3 separate regions of the Mus musculus genome follow, and regions 2 and 3 are each linked to region 1. A link is a contact called in public HiChIP or PLAC-seq data. All regions are on one chromosome and are shown on one strand. Each heading gives the region's core, a stretch centred on a gene start, on an enhancer-like site or on the middle of the called end of the contact. The rest is flanking DNA. Distances are from core to core; before and after follow the strand shown. Region 1 has its middle 20 kb from the start of Fbln2. Region 2 has its middle 78 kb from the start of Fbln2. Region 3 overlaps Fbln2 (fibulin 2).

Region 1 (4,267 bases), core at 965-3,464:
GATCTTCCAGGAGACCTGGATTTGATTTCCAACATGTCCATGATGATGGCTCATAACATCTGAACTTCCAGTTCCAGGGGATCCAACACCATCTTCTGACCTCCACAAGCATCAGTTTCCCAGTTAGCTCTCTCTTTCTCTGCCTTGTGCTTGTGGATCAGATGTAAGCTCTCAGCTATCGCTCCGATTCTATGCCTGCCTCTGTCATTTCTCCACCATGATGGTCATGGACTCGAACCCTCTGGAACTGTTAGACCCAAATTACCCAAATTAAATGCTGTCTTTTCTAAGTTGCCTTGGTTGTGGTGTCACGGGGATAGAATAGTAACTAAGTCAGTTTAGGAATGAAGGGAGATTGCCACCATGTCTGCTCAGGGGTACAGCAACAACCTAGCAAGTCACATGGGCAGGAGGAGTCAGGCTTGAGGCTACATGAGCGTTAGGCCTTGAGTTTGCAATGGGCTTGTGATGCTGAGGACTGTCAAGAATGACCTCTTCTTAAATCTGTTCTGGGAAGGAAAGCATCTAGAGGTTCAAGGAGTGGGCTTAGAACAGTGCAGGAATGAGCCCAAGGGTCTGCATCAGGACATGACAACAAGAGGGAGCCCACATCTGGCCCTTCCAGTCTCTTCTTACTGCAGGATGGGGCTACTGATCTGAGGTCTGAAGTAGGAGATGCTCTGCAGGAAACTTCCTTCCTGGCAGAGGACAAGGAAAGATGGGGGAGTGGGCAGAAGACCAGCCAGACAAAGGCCTCTTGTGAGGGGAAGGCTTTGGGACTAGCCCTGTCTGCACATAGGATTAGGGTCACCAGTGTGGTGAGCATCACTGCTGATCCAGGGTCCCTGCTGGGCCCAGTGGCTGGGGAGAAGAGAGCTGCTAAGCAGCTGTGCTGTGAGAGGGGCGAGCTCACAGCTCTCTGAGCTGGGAAACTGAGATGGCAGATGTGGTCGTCCTGGGATGACAGGGCATACCCAGAGATACACTGGCCCTGGAGACTTCTAACCCCCACTATCACTCAGACTCAGGACTGGGCTGTGTCCCAGGTTGTATACAGGCAGGATAAAGGCCAAGAGGATTTGGAGTCTCTGGCTCCGGGGGAACATCTCTATGGCGGGGCAGCAGGAAAGACCGCTCTTTGGATCTGAGAGGCCAAAGCCACTAGTGCACTGAATGGGCATGGGCAGACAGCTTTCCCAGGACAGCCAATGAGGGTGGCTAGAGGGGCCTAAACCAGAGCTGAGTGGCTAGGATGAGAGGGATGAAACAGAGGCCGAGATACGGATCTAGGTAATCTCAAGAAAGGAGTTTGCCAAACTATCTACTATTCCCACTTCCATAGGCAAGATCTCTGTTAAAGTGACACATGGCTGCTGCCCCTTGCCCCGCTGCCCCGCTGCTCCATTGCCCTGCTGCCCACTGCCCCACTGCCCAACTGCCCAGCTGCCCCGCTGCCCCATTGCCCTGCTGCCCACTGCCCCACTGCCCAACTGCCTAGCTGCCCCGCTGCCCCATTGCCCTGTTGCCCTGTGCCCTGCTGCCCTGTTGCCCCACTGCCCTGCTGCTATACATGGTAACTGATTGACCCCAGCCCTACTCCATTCACATCTTTTTTGCTCTCCTCCATCTGAACCTTAGGGTTGGGCAGTATGGACTTGGGCATAACATTGACTGCATGCCCTCTGTGGCCCTCTGGTACCTTGCTCTCTGCTTTCCCAGCTGGTTTGTATCCTCTGATTCTTTTCTAGGCCATTCCATCCTGACTCGTCATCCTCTTCCATTTCCTGCCAAGATCCATGTGGACCTCAGTCTCCTGGGGGCGGGGGGTACTTCTCTTGTTCAGAACCCCTGGCAGACTCCAGCATTGCCCATGCTAGACAGTACTCCTTGCAGCCAACCCTGGGCCCTACCCCAGTCTCTCTACTGCATTCTCCTCTTCCTCATTGCTCTGGTTCCCTCAAGGGTGCTGTTTCTGCCACCACCGCCAGTGTATCTGTTTCTCCCCAGAGCCCAGCCTGCAGCAGTGGTCCATTATCAACACCCCCACCCCATGCTACTTACAGTCTCTCTCTCCAGAGCTGGGTCCTGCAGGATGAGTAGGAGTGTTCAGAAAGAGTGATAGGAAAGGGCCTCAAGGCAGAGGAAGGAATGTGGTATGGGTATGGGAAAAAGGAAACCACAGAGCCAGCTCTCAAGCCTGGAAGACCAGGCTGAGTCACCCAGACTCTGGCCTGATGACATAGGGGGCATCAGGGCTTCCAGGCAGGGTGAGGCATGGCCATCTGTATGCTTCTGGAAGAGCTTTCCCTGTGGCCATAGTCAGGCTGAATGCCAAGTTGATTGGCAAAGATGAAGACTGTGCTGGGGCAGCACATTACTGTCTTGGTACACAGAACTTCATCAACACAGAGCTTGCACTCAGCATCTGTTTTTAAAGCCTGTTGCTTTAAGGCTGTACCATCTAACCTCTGCCCTGGTCCCCCAAGGCTCAGCTAAAGTTAAACAGCATGGTGTCAAAGGGCATCTCAAAACATGGAACTTCAGGCTCTCAGCTCAGCATAGGAAACTCAGGGAACAAGGTCAGAGAACAGTCGGGCCAGATTAGGGCCACAGTTTGGTTCTGGCTGCAGGTATCCCACTCAGATTCACCCACTAGCTTTTCAAGAGAAGCCAGAATATAGAATCTCTGGATCTCTTGACTTTAAAACTATCCTGGACAAGCACAGGCACTTGTGACCCAGCTCTGGATTGCTGTGAAGATATGCCAGCACAGGTTTCTCCTCCACATTCCTACCTCACCATACTCTTTTCCTAGCAAACAACAGGCCTGCTTCTTTTGAAACGGGACATCTGAGGCCCCTGGATAGAGCTGAGAGTCTGTGTAGGAGAAATCAGAGATGTATGCTCCCAAGACATGATAGTGGGGATGGAAAGAGCAGCTTGCACACCCATGCCTGTCACACAGTAACTATAATAGCCCTAAGTAAACCAATGAGCACAGCACGTCTGACAATAGAACCCATGTCTAAAAGGCAGGGGACTGGACACCAGCTGGAATCATGGATGAATTCTGGTTATTTAAATGAACAAGTTGCTCATAAAAAAGGCAAACTTTGGATAATTCTTCTTGTGTGGCATCCTTAAAACAGTTAAATTCAACCAGAAGGTAGCATATTGTGTGCCAGGGGCTGGGAGTTACCTTTTAAAGGGGTCAGAGTTGCCATTTGGGAAGATGGAAAGCTCTGGGGCATTGACTCCAAGGCTCCGTGACCCTGCCTCTTTCTATTGAGCTGCAGTGGTAGGTTGCATAAACATTATAGCTATCACGGAACTATTTTTAAAAAGTGAGAGATGTTTATGGAGGAAGGGGGAGGCAGACACAGAAAGCTGTTCAGGGCTTCAGCACCTATGGATCTGGGCTTCCCAGAGGTTCCAGAACCAGTGGATCCAGAGAAGTGACTGCTTGCCTAGGTAGGGTCAGCTTCCAGCTCTTTCCATGCTGCCTTTGTAAGAGGAGCCCGGCTTCATCAAGCTCACATTCCAGTCTGTAATAAGATGGCTGTGGCTTCTTCTGCTCCTCCTCCTTCTTTTTTATATTCTGTTATTTTATGTGTATAGATGTTGCCTGCATGTATGTCTGTGTACCACATGCATGGAGTAGCCATGGAGGCTAAAAGGGGGTGCCAGATCTCCTAGGACTGCCACAGGGGTGCTTAGAATCTGTCTTGGTTACTTTTCTATTGCCATGACTAATGTGAACGTATTTGGGGCTTACAGTTTAAGAGGGTTAAAGTTCATGGCTGTCATGGCAGAGAGCATGGCAGTAGGCAGGTAGGCATAGGGAGGAACAGTAGCTGAGGGCTTACATCTTAAAACAACCACGAGACAGGAAAGTTAACTGGGAATGGTGTTGGCTTTTGAAACCTCAAAGCCTAACCCTTAGTGATATTTTTTTTCTTTCAACAATTCTACACCTCCCAATACTTCCCAAATAATTCCACCAACTGGGGACCAAACATTCAAATACAAAAGCTTATGGGAAATATAAGAATCTATGAGGACCATTTTTATTCAGACCGCTACAGAAATCTAACCCAGGTTCTCTACAAGAACGGCCAGTGCTCTTAACTGTAGAGCCATCTACAGTTAAAGTGGGAACACTCCCCCTTTGAGGTTTATTTTATTTAATTTAACTGAACATGGTGGTGCCTTTAATCTCATCACTCAGAAACAGATGGATCTGAACTTGAGGCTAGCCTGGTGTGTA
Region 2 (4,267 bases), core at 1,110-3,609, 98 kb after region 1:
CTTCCTTCTGGCTCCTGGTTCTACCAAACCAAAGGGGACAGCCAAGATGGCTGTCAGGTTTCTGGCCCTCATAACTTAATTCTGTACAGCAGGTCAAAGAAGGACAGAAGGAAAAGGAGCCAAGTGGAGGTATCTGTTATATCCTCAGAAAGACTCCTGAAGCTGGAGTGCAGCTTTTGCTTACATCCAAGTATTTGGAAGATTGACCACTCCAGGATGCAATAATAAGGATGGTCTAATGCCATCTGAAGTGGAGGTCGGGGCTGGAGCCTGCAGTTGACTGTGCTAGAGTGCAGTCTTAGGGCCTGAGGAGTGAAACCATACAAGCTGCCCTGTCCCAGGTCTCCTAAAACAGAAAACAAGCTATACAGACTGAGGAGCAAAGCCATGTGCAACCTTGAGACTCCCCCTTTGGGGATGGCAGCCCCCTTGGATGTCAACCTCCCTTACCATGGGCTGCTCCTTCTGCTCACAGAATCCACTTGCCCACACACATGCCTGATGTGCAGCCTGCCAGGGGCACAGGAGGGGCACCTAAGAATGCCTGCTCTTTTGGATGGAGCCTTGTTCTACGCAGAGTCCAGAGGTCAGGCTCTGCCTGGAACCTGGACTGTTGGGAAGCAGCTGCCATGGGGCCACCAGGGTGAATGCAAAGGGATGGTTATCTGCATGGGAGCTCAGCTCCCATCCTAATGTTTAGGTTTCGTGTAGGACACTGGTGTGGGTTCTAGGCACAAACCCAAGGAGGAAGTCAAGTAGGGTGATGGCAGGGGTTGCTGGTCAGTGACTTGCTCGGGCTGTGGCCAGGGGGTTTCTGGGAAAGCACCACCTGAGCAGAAACCTGTGAGATGAAAGGGGAAAACCAGAGCCCAGCCAGTGCAAAGGCCCTGTGGCAGCTATGCCTGGTGTGTCAAAGTTATAGGCAGGCCAGGGAAGGTGGAACACACTGGGGGAAGGGAGAGGTATTGGGACTTGAGGCCATGGCAGTGACACTATGGACCCCCCTCCCCCAAGCCACCCACCCATCTCTCTCCTGAGGCCCACTGGCTTCCCCACAACCACACTTCTCATTCAGGCCTCATCTTCTCCCAGTTGATTTTGTTCTTGTCTCAAAGACTGCCAACACTTCATTGGCTTAGACTGTAGAGGTCCAGTACTGCATTATGACATCAGAAAATCCTTGCAGATACCGGCTACATGGTGTAGACACCATCCCCATAATATAGGTACTTGGCGCTGAATGTAGACTCAAAGCTCTGGGGCATAGATGCCGAGCTTTGGAAAATAGACACCAAATCCTGCACTGTAGATAGATGCCAAGCTTTTGTTCCTGAGTGAAGTTAGACAGGGAGTTAAGGAGATTCGCGGCTTTGTGGTTTTGTAGCTGAGAGGGGCCCTGGAGCTCTTGGTTGCTGGCCCATTGCTCTGGTCACGGGGCCCTGGAGTTGGTCTCCAATGCTCTCCTGGATTGATGCAGTACCCAGTGCTCTCCTGTATTGATGTGGTACCCACACTCTTGAGGATAGGGACCAGGCTGCTCCGGATTTAACAGAGCAAGGGACATACATGTGTGGGACCTGGCTGGATGCTCACAGCAACTAAGAGAATAGAGCTCTTATATGCCAAGCCCTAATGTCAAACTTCACCCTGAGCAGTCTCCCTTCAGGTTCCCAGCCACACTGTCCCTACATGAAATTGAGGCTCAGGAAATGGAGCCTTAAAGCTTGGATCCAGGACAAAGTGGAGCCCACAGGACATAGGACAGGATACTATCTCAGTGTCTTCAGTCACCCTTCCTGTCTCTCAGGGTCTGCCCTGTGCAGAGAAGTTCTGTACTGGCCTCATGGTGGGGAGCCAGACACAAAGCAGAAAGGCGCACCTCACAGTCCCTCTGTGGCACAGCCAGGCTCTAACCTGCCACTGCCTACTCCACTATCTACAGGGAGACAGTCTAGGTGGAGATGGGAAGAAGCGTGCCCCCAGTACCTAAGTCACACAGTGGGAAACTGAGGCAGCTATGTGTGGTAGTTGGGTGTTGTCAATATCCATAGATGGGAACTGCTCAAAATCAATACTGGAGGTATTTTTGGAGCTGTGAGTTACCCTTAGGAACCCAAAGAGGTGATGACCCGCCCAGGGTCACACAGCAAATTGGAAGGCAGATCAGACCCGATGGGCCTCACTGCAGTATGGGATGAGGAGACTGCCAAGGAGAAGGAAGGAGAGAGAGGTTCTGTCTTCCAGGCAGACTCCTTATGGCTGGCAATCACGTCATCGGCTGGGACACCACCGCCCCCGGAGTCACCGTCCTGTCCTTCATGACCTCATCTCTTGGCTGGGTCCCAGCACTGTGCCTGGAATCAATACCTCCTGGCAGCCAGCAACTGAGTCCCCGTGTCTTCCTGCCCCACATCCCAGCACATCGACCCACAGGCCAGTTCCTGCTCAGCAAGGAGCCCATGGAAATCAGTGCACCCGCTCTCCTTATTTACTGTCCTGAGCCCTTCAGGTGGAGTGCAGAGTCTCCACCCAAATCTAGCTTCCTACCCTTCTCCCTAAGCCAGGCAACTTGATTCCTTCAGCCTGGACATCCCACGTCTGCCAGAATCCCTGTCCTGCCCCCCCGCCCCCAGCTCTCACCCTGCTGGTAATCATCGTGGCGACATACCATTGAGAATCTGAGTAACAAGGAAGAATCAGAGTGGGCATTGCTTGTAGTCAGCAGTGGTCTCACGCAGAGAAAGCAGGGAAGACCCCTCCGCCATGGCTCCTTGCAGCCAGAACTGGATCCCGGGAAGGTCGGGGATGACTGTGGACTTAGGAGCACGTCAGCAGGGACCCAAGGGTGGGCACTCTTACTCAACATAACTTACTGATTACAGTTTGAGGGCAGAAGAGCAGCATGTCTCTCTCTGAGCCTCAGTTTCCCCAACTGTAAAATGAGAAGAAATTGAAAGTGTATGTGGTGAGAGATGAGGATGTGGGTCAGGTGCTCAGCAGAGGCTGGGGTGCTGATATCTTTTGAGCCCCACATGGGTGACCTCATGCCGTTTTCATGATACTTGCATGACCAGGGGTCCTCTTACTTTCCTACTTATGGCTAGGCAAACTCATCTCTCCTGAGAGGCCACAGAGAGAGGCCACGTGACTCGTGGGTTAGAGTGGAGAGTCCTCACACAGAATTTACTGTGGAATTTGCTTAGGAACTCAGGGGTGTACTGATGCCTGCAATTAGCCTTCTCTTGGTGTGCTGGGAGAGCCCGGGGCAAGCTCATCTCTACAGACCTCACTCTTACTGTAAAGCACAATACACGTGTGATTCTCTGCATCTGTCAGTGATTCACTGGGGATGGAAGGCGGGGTGTGGGACTGAGTCTTTGGAAACTTCTGGTAGGTGGGAAACTGAAGCCCAGGCTGAGGGGAGAAGTAGAGGCTGGTAAGGAACCTTGGGGAAGAGGAGAGCTGGGCCCCACTCCAGCACTGAGGCTGTCACTGGGCTGTCCCCCATCCCAGGGAAGGTGGACCACCCCTCCGTTCAAGACTGGAAGGTGACAGTCAAGCTAAGATGGAGATGGTCTGAAACCATGGGGTGGCCTTGTCACACTGGCAGGAAACCTGTGAAGGGAAAAGAACAGGACATAAAGTCAGTTATGACATCGCAAGCTGCACATGGCTAGAGGGGCAAGACATGGCTCAGTACTGGGTACTGGCTACTCAGGAGCTCAGACCTTGTAGTACAAAGAAGCAAACATGTCCTTGGGTCATACCCAAGGTGTAGAGCTCACTGGGAGAGAGGAGATTGTTATCTCCACTCTTGAGTCTTTGGACCCAGTAAATGCTTCAGCTAAGACCCTTGAGGTCTGGTGTGCTTTTAGAGGGGTCAGCGAGGTGAGAGGCACCTCTCTGAATGAGAAACAATAGGAGGAACTGGGCTTCTTGGCTTCAGAGGCCCAGGCGTTGATTCCTACAAACATTTGCAGGGCTACACCAAAATGACTGGGAGAGACAGGCAAGTCTGTGGGCTGGGACCCTCTCTGCCTATGTTCTGACTGGAGGAGGGAGGAAGCCCTGGCTGAGTAAGGGGTTTTCCCAAGTTCTAGTTTCTGGGAGAGGGTGGGCTACCTTGGAACATCTTCTAACTCTACGTTCACATGCCCATCCCTATCTCTTTCCCTGTCACTCTTCCACCAGCCCATTTACCTATGCATGCATCTACTGGTGAATCCATTCATGCATCCATATAATCTCCCAGCCACCCATTTACCCA
Region 3 (4,267 bases), core at 1,190-3,689, 67 kb after region 1:
GAGGAACCCAAAATATTGTCTCCTGTGCCAGCTGGGACTGGAGGCATTTACTGGGGACCCTGTGAAAAGGCTCAGGCCTGGGGCTCCCATCTTTTCACACCTCTGTCTCCCTGGGCCTGCAGTGGAAACCCCAACCCATACCTCAGACCTGAAGGATGAGCAGTGTGGCCAGGGCTTATGAATTCTGACTCTGAGACTTTTTCCTCAGACAATGGGCCCTGCCGTCAGGTGTGTCGTGTTGTTGGGGACACAGCTATGTGCTCCTGCTTCCCTGGCTACGCCATCATGGCAGATGGTGTGTCCTGTGAAGGTGAGTACTTTGGGGTTACCCTCTGATCTTTGCAGATCTGGTTGGCCCATGGTGAGAGCTTAGGGAAGGGGAGATCAGGACTTCAAATGCACCCTGATCGTGAGGTTCAGCTGTTGTGACAGAGAAGCCCAGCAGGACAGTGTAGGCGGTTCTCTCTGGTGTCACTGAGTCCTTGGTATTGGCCCTCCATGCGGCTCCTATCTGGCTGCTCTGCTGCTGTCTAAGGACCAAATGCCTCTCAGAATTGAATGTGTACCGCATCACCTGAAGGCCCATTGGACACAGATTCCTGGGAATTCTGCTGACCCTCCAGACAACCTCACTAGGGGTCTGGATAAGCTTTGAACTTGTGTTCTAATCAGGACTCATGCCAGATATGGACCATTCTCAACTCACTGCTCCCTGAGGGCTGGTGTGGTCTACAAGGCTAAGCTTACTTTGTGATCTCTGAGTTCATCCATGCTCCAGCCCAAGGTGGAGAAAGAGAGAAGGGAGCGATGTGTCACTGTGTTGGATGTGTCACTGTGTTGGTGGCAGCATCCAGAAGTGACCTCCTCCCCCACATGCCTGCAGTCATGGAGAGGGAATTGACATTGGTGGCGGTGAGCTTCCTCTGCCAGTCACAGTGAAGAACATCACTCTTCATGTCATTGTGACTGGCAGAGGAAGCTCACCGCCACCAATGTCATGTAGATAGGACCTCTCAGTACACAGTATACAACGGGAACAGTGGTTCTGACGCCTATTGGTTGGCTTCCTCAGTGAGTTTTGTTTGAACTAGTTTGAGGGTCCTAGGATCTTACCCCTCCTGTCTTAGCAGAAGCAGGATAGAGAGCCAAGTCTAGGATATGTATGGGCTCAGGCTCAGAAGGCATGGTCTGAATATCTGCATAGAATGATCAGGCTTGTCCAAAAGGATGCCCACGTTCTTCTCTGAAGCTCACATCCCACATACTCTAGAGGCTCTGTATGTAACTGACACCCTCCAGTGAGTCCAGAGAAGGTGCTAAAGCACAGAGCCTGGTGACAACTGATTGGCCTTTCTCTCTGATGATGGAGACAACAGACCCAGGGGATAATGTGTTCTTTGAGCTCTGATTCTCCCCAGGGCTCTCAGCTCTGACCCCTCTCAGGGACCTGCTGCCCGAGGCCCAGTCTACTGCCTCTGCCAGACACTGGCGCACTGCAGCAGGAAGAGTGGAGGGGAACAGGGCAGAGGCTGCAAAGACACACCTGTGAGGGCATGTACAGCTCCCACACAGGAGGAGGCCTGTCTCCTTTTGTTCTCAGGAATAATCACAGGGATTCTCTGCTGGGACAGCCTGAGGATTTTAAAAATATCTCCAGATTTGAGTTTCTGGAGAAACTTCATAAAGCTTCTTTTCATGGAGGCCCTTCTGTATAGCCTTAGCCTGGCAGCCTCTGGAGCCCTCCTCCCCATCCCCTTCTGTGAATGATACTGGCCTGGAACCCCAGAGCCCTTGAAATTTCAGACCCTACTGTTGTTATCTCTTTGGTTGCTGTAGACTTGGGCATTATTACCAAGCATGGGTTGGGGAAAGTTTGCTGCCTGGGGTTTACTCTGGGCTGGCTGCTTATCCTCTCTGAGTCTCTCTCCATCTGCCCTTACTGGGCAGTAGGGGCAGCTCTAACATCTTTGAGTTTTACAAACTCAACTTGGGTCTAAGGTTCAGCTGCCCCCTGACAGGCGCACACAGGTTCTTTATCTCTCTCTCCCCGGATGCCCCTGGCAGACACGCCTCTCTAACAGCCTTCTGTTTTTCCTTCCGTGGCTGTCATTAGACCAAGACGAGTGTTTGATGGGCACTCACGATTGTAGCTGGAAACAGTTCTGTGTGAACACCCTGGGATCCTTCTACTGTGTCAACCACACAGTGCTGTGTGCAGAGGGCTATATCCTCAACGCACATAGGAAGTGTGTGGGTAAGCTAGAGCCCCTGCCTGCCGCCGCCCACGTCACGGCTGTCTGCTCTGCTCCACGCCAACCCACCACATAGTGCCACATGCTAAAGGGCCTACTACCCTTTGCATGTGAGCTCCCACACAGCAGCCTGCCGAGCTCTGTGTCATACCCTCGTGTCCTGGTGTCTTGTCCCGCTTGTTCTCCATGGCTGTGTTCCCAGATATGCCCGTGACTCAGAAAGCTAATGGGATGTCTCAGGGATGGGCCAGAGACAGGAAGGCCAGATGTGGACAGCAGGGCCATGTAGCAGTGTGGAAGCAGGGAGGCCTGGGTGGGAGGCAGGACCCCAGTGGCTCTGGCTCTTGTCTTTTCTCAGTTATTGGAAGCTACTGACAGCGACGAGGATTCGGGTGCATGTGCCGTGTGCACATAGTCTGGGTCACACATCCTGTTACCTCGGCCACTTAGCTTGCTTGTAGATTTATCTGGGATCTCCCGAGAGGCAAGTAGATTGTCCTGGTCCAGCTGGCCCAGTTCAACATCCATTTGCTGTGTGACCCTGAACAAATGTTACTTTCCCCTCTGAGCCTTCCTTCAATGGACAAGGAAGATGTGAGCCCTGTGTAAACCTGCACGTGGCTGGGCCTCTTGTCTATCTATGCCTGAATAGGCCGGGGCTGGGATTCTGGAGTTCTGTGGACAAGGAAGGACTCCATACTGTCTTGTGTCTGAGTTACCTGGTATTCTCACTGAGGAAAAAATGTAAGCCCTGGCTTCCTGCATCTCAGAGATAACACTGAGTAGAGGAGAAGTCAGGCAGACTGGCTGATGCAATGATGGGGAAACAGGCAAAGGGAGACTTCACTCTTGCCAACTGGCACCCAGAGGAAAGAGGAATAGCTCCACCTATTCCCAAGGATGGGTGGGAATTGGCGATGGGAAAAGCCACAAAACAGGACAGTTTTGAAGACAGTTGGGACAGAGGTGTGGAGGTGGGACCAGGGCACACAGTGCTCAGGGCTTGCGGCCAGAGTCCTGTCTGTCTTGCCTGTGCTTGGGGACCATGTCCAGCCTGGACATGTCCTCTTCCTCCCCTGCACCGCTGGGCAGCAGTGCTGGCTGACATGTTTGCCTCGCTGCACCCACGGTACAACATGGCCCTCCTGATGTGCTTGCCAGTGATGGCAGTTCCTCCTGGGTGGACTGGGTTTGTGTGTGTGTGTGTGTGCGCTGGGAGGCATGTGGGTCCCCTCTCAGGATGTCCCCCCATTTGCCACTCCCTGGCTTGGCAGCTATGACCTCTGCTGCAGGGTTCTTAGCGGCTGAAAGATGAGCCCACGGATGAGAAAGCCAAGATACATTCCATTCAGCAAGATTTATGAACCAGCTCTGCATTGCTTCCCTCTTTATTCTGCACAAGCTATCAGTCACTCTCCTCCCACTTCAAGCCAACATCACTTGGGGGCTCGGGGGTTCTGCAGTTGCTCTGCTCAGGTGCAGGAACTCAGATAGGGGAGGAGCAGGACCATGCTGGGATGAGTGTGGCTTCACTGAAGTCCATAACCTCTCTGAGCCCTAGTTTCCCCACTCCACAAAAGAGGCATCTGCATCTGAAGGTCACCATGGAGACCGGGTGCATTAGTCCCCAGGAGGAATGCTAGCAGGGTTCCCTGAGCTAGAAGCTGAGGCCTAGAAGCTGGGGACAGCTTGGTGTGGCCTCTGCCAGGGCCCCCTATATGCTTTACTCTTAAGAAAGTTCCACAGCTATGCTGGCTGGACTGCAGAGAGTAGGAATGGCAAAGCCCTGCTCTGAGGACTTTGCAACGGGAAGCAGGCAGCGAGAAAAGCCTGTAGCTCGGAGCAAGCGCCCTAGATTCCATATTTGCTGGCTGCGTAATTCAGTCCAGTGGCATCCCTTTGGGGTGAAAGATCTCCTCATCTGTGAAATGGCCACCTCTGTATTACAAGACAGTGAGTCTGGTCAGTTCTTGTAGCTTCCTGACCCCTGGGGATCTTTTGTGAGTAGTGACTCT

What was found. HiChIP or PLAC-seq counts read pairs in DNA pulled down with a chosen protein or histone mark.
Region 2: a contact with region 1 is called in an HNF4G HiChIP or PLAC-seq map of pancreatic cancer cells. The contact joins two enhancer-like sites. A contact is called at or near these places in 2 of 39 promoter capture datasets (hematopoietic stem and progenitor cells and hippocampal neurons), 1 of 15 datasets of contacts at CTCF or cohesin (the NIH/3T3 cell line), 4 of 484 Hi-C or Micro-C datasets (cerebral cortex, muscle stem cells and ventral hippocampal neurons), 4 of 115 datasets of contacts at active chromatin or transcription factors (embryonic basal ganglia, embryonic fibroblasts, forebrain and 1 more) and 1 of 9 other capture datasets (embryonic stem cells).
Region 3: a contact with region 1 is called in an H3K27ac HiChIP or PLAC-seq map of embryonic fibroblasts, with 17 read pairs. The contact joins two enhancer-like sites. A contact is called at or near these places in 10 of 39 promoter capture datasets (the 3T3-L1 cell line, 3T3-L1-derived adipocytes, cranial neural crest and 6 more), 1 of 15 datasets of contacts at CTCF or cohesin (the NIH/3T3 cell line), 8 of 484 Hi-C or Micro-C datasets (the HL-1 cell line, the HPC-7 cell line, embryonic heart and 5 more), 5 of 115 datasets of contacts at active chromatin or transcription factors (the SCID.adh cell line, double positive thymocytes, embryonic fibroblasts and 2 more) and 2 of 9 other capture datasets (adipose tissue and pancreatic islet).

The regions. Positions count from the first base shown.
Region 1 is chr6:91,190,812-91,195,078 of GRCm38.p6, forward strand. No RefSeq gene overlaps it. Among named protein-coding and RNA genes, the nearest start is that of Fbln2, 20 kb to the right of the region's middle. Within about 2 kb of position 2,215, at least 60 of the 459 cell types and tissues checked have an H3K27ac peak or open chromatin away from gene starts, as enhancers often do. A contact at or near this core is called in 3T3-L1-derived adipocytes, the HL-1 cell line, the NIH/3T3 cell line and 4 more, where this site is marked.
Region 2 is chr6:91,288,837-91,293,103 of GRCm38.p6, forward strand. No RefSeq gene overlaps it. Among named protein-coding and RNA genes, the nearest start is that of Fbln2, 78 kb to the left of the region's middle. Within about 2 kb of position 2,360, at least 7 of the 459 cell types and tissues checked have an H3K27ac peak or open chromatin away from gene starts, as enhancers often do. A contact at or near this core is called in pancreatic cancer cells, where this site is marked.
Region 3 is chr6:91,257,517-91,261,783 of GRCm38.p6, forward strand. It overlaps Fbln2 (fibulin 2), which reads left to right. Exons shown (of 18, transcript NM_007992.2): 8 at 209-310; 9 at 2,114-2,254. Among named protein-coding and RNA genes, the nearest start is that of Fbln2, 47 kb to the left of the region's middle. Within about 2 kb of position 2,440, at least 103 of the 459 cell types and tissues checked have an H3K27ac peak or open chromatin away from gene starts, as enhancers often do. A contact at or near this core is called in 3T3-L1-derived adipocytes, the HL-1 cell line, the NIH/3T3 cell line and 3 more, where this site is marked.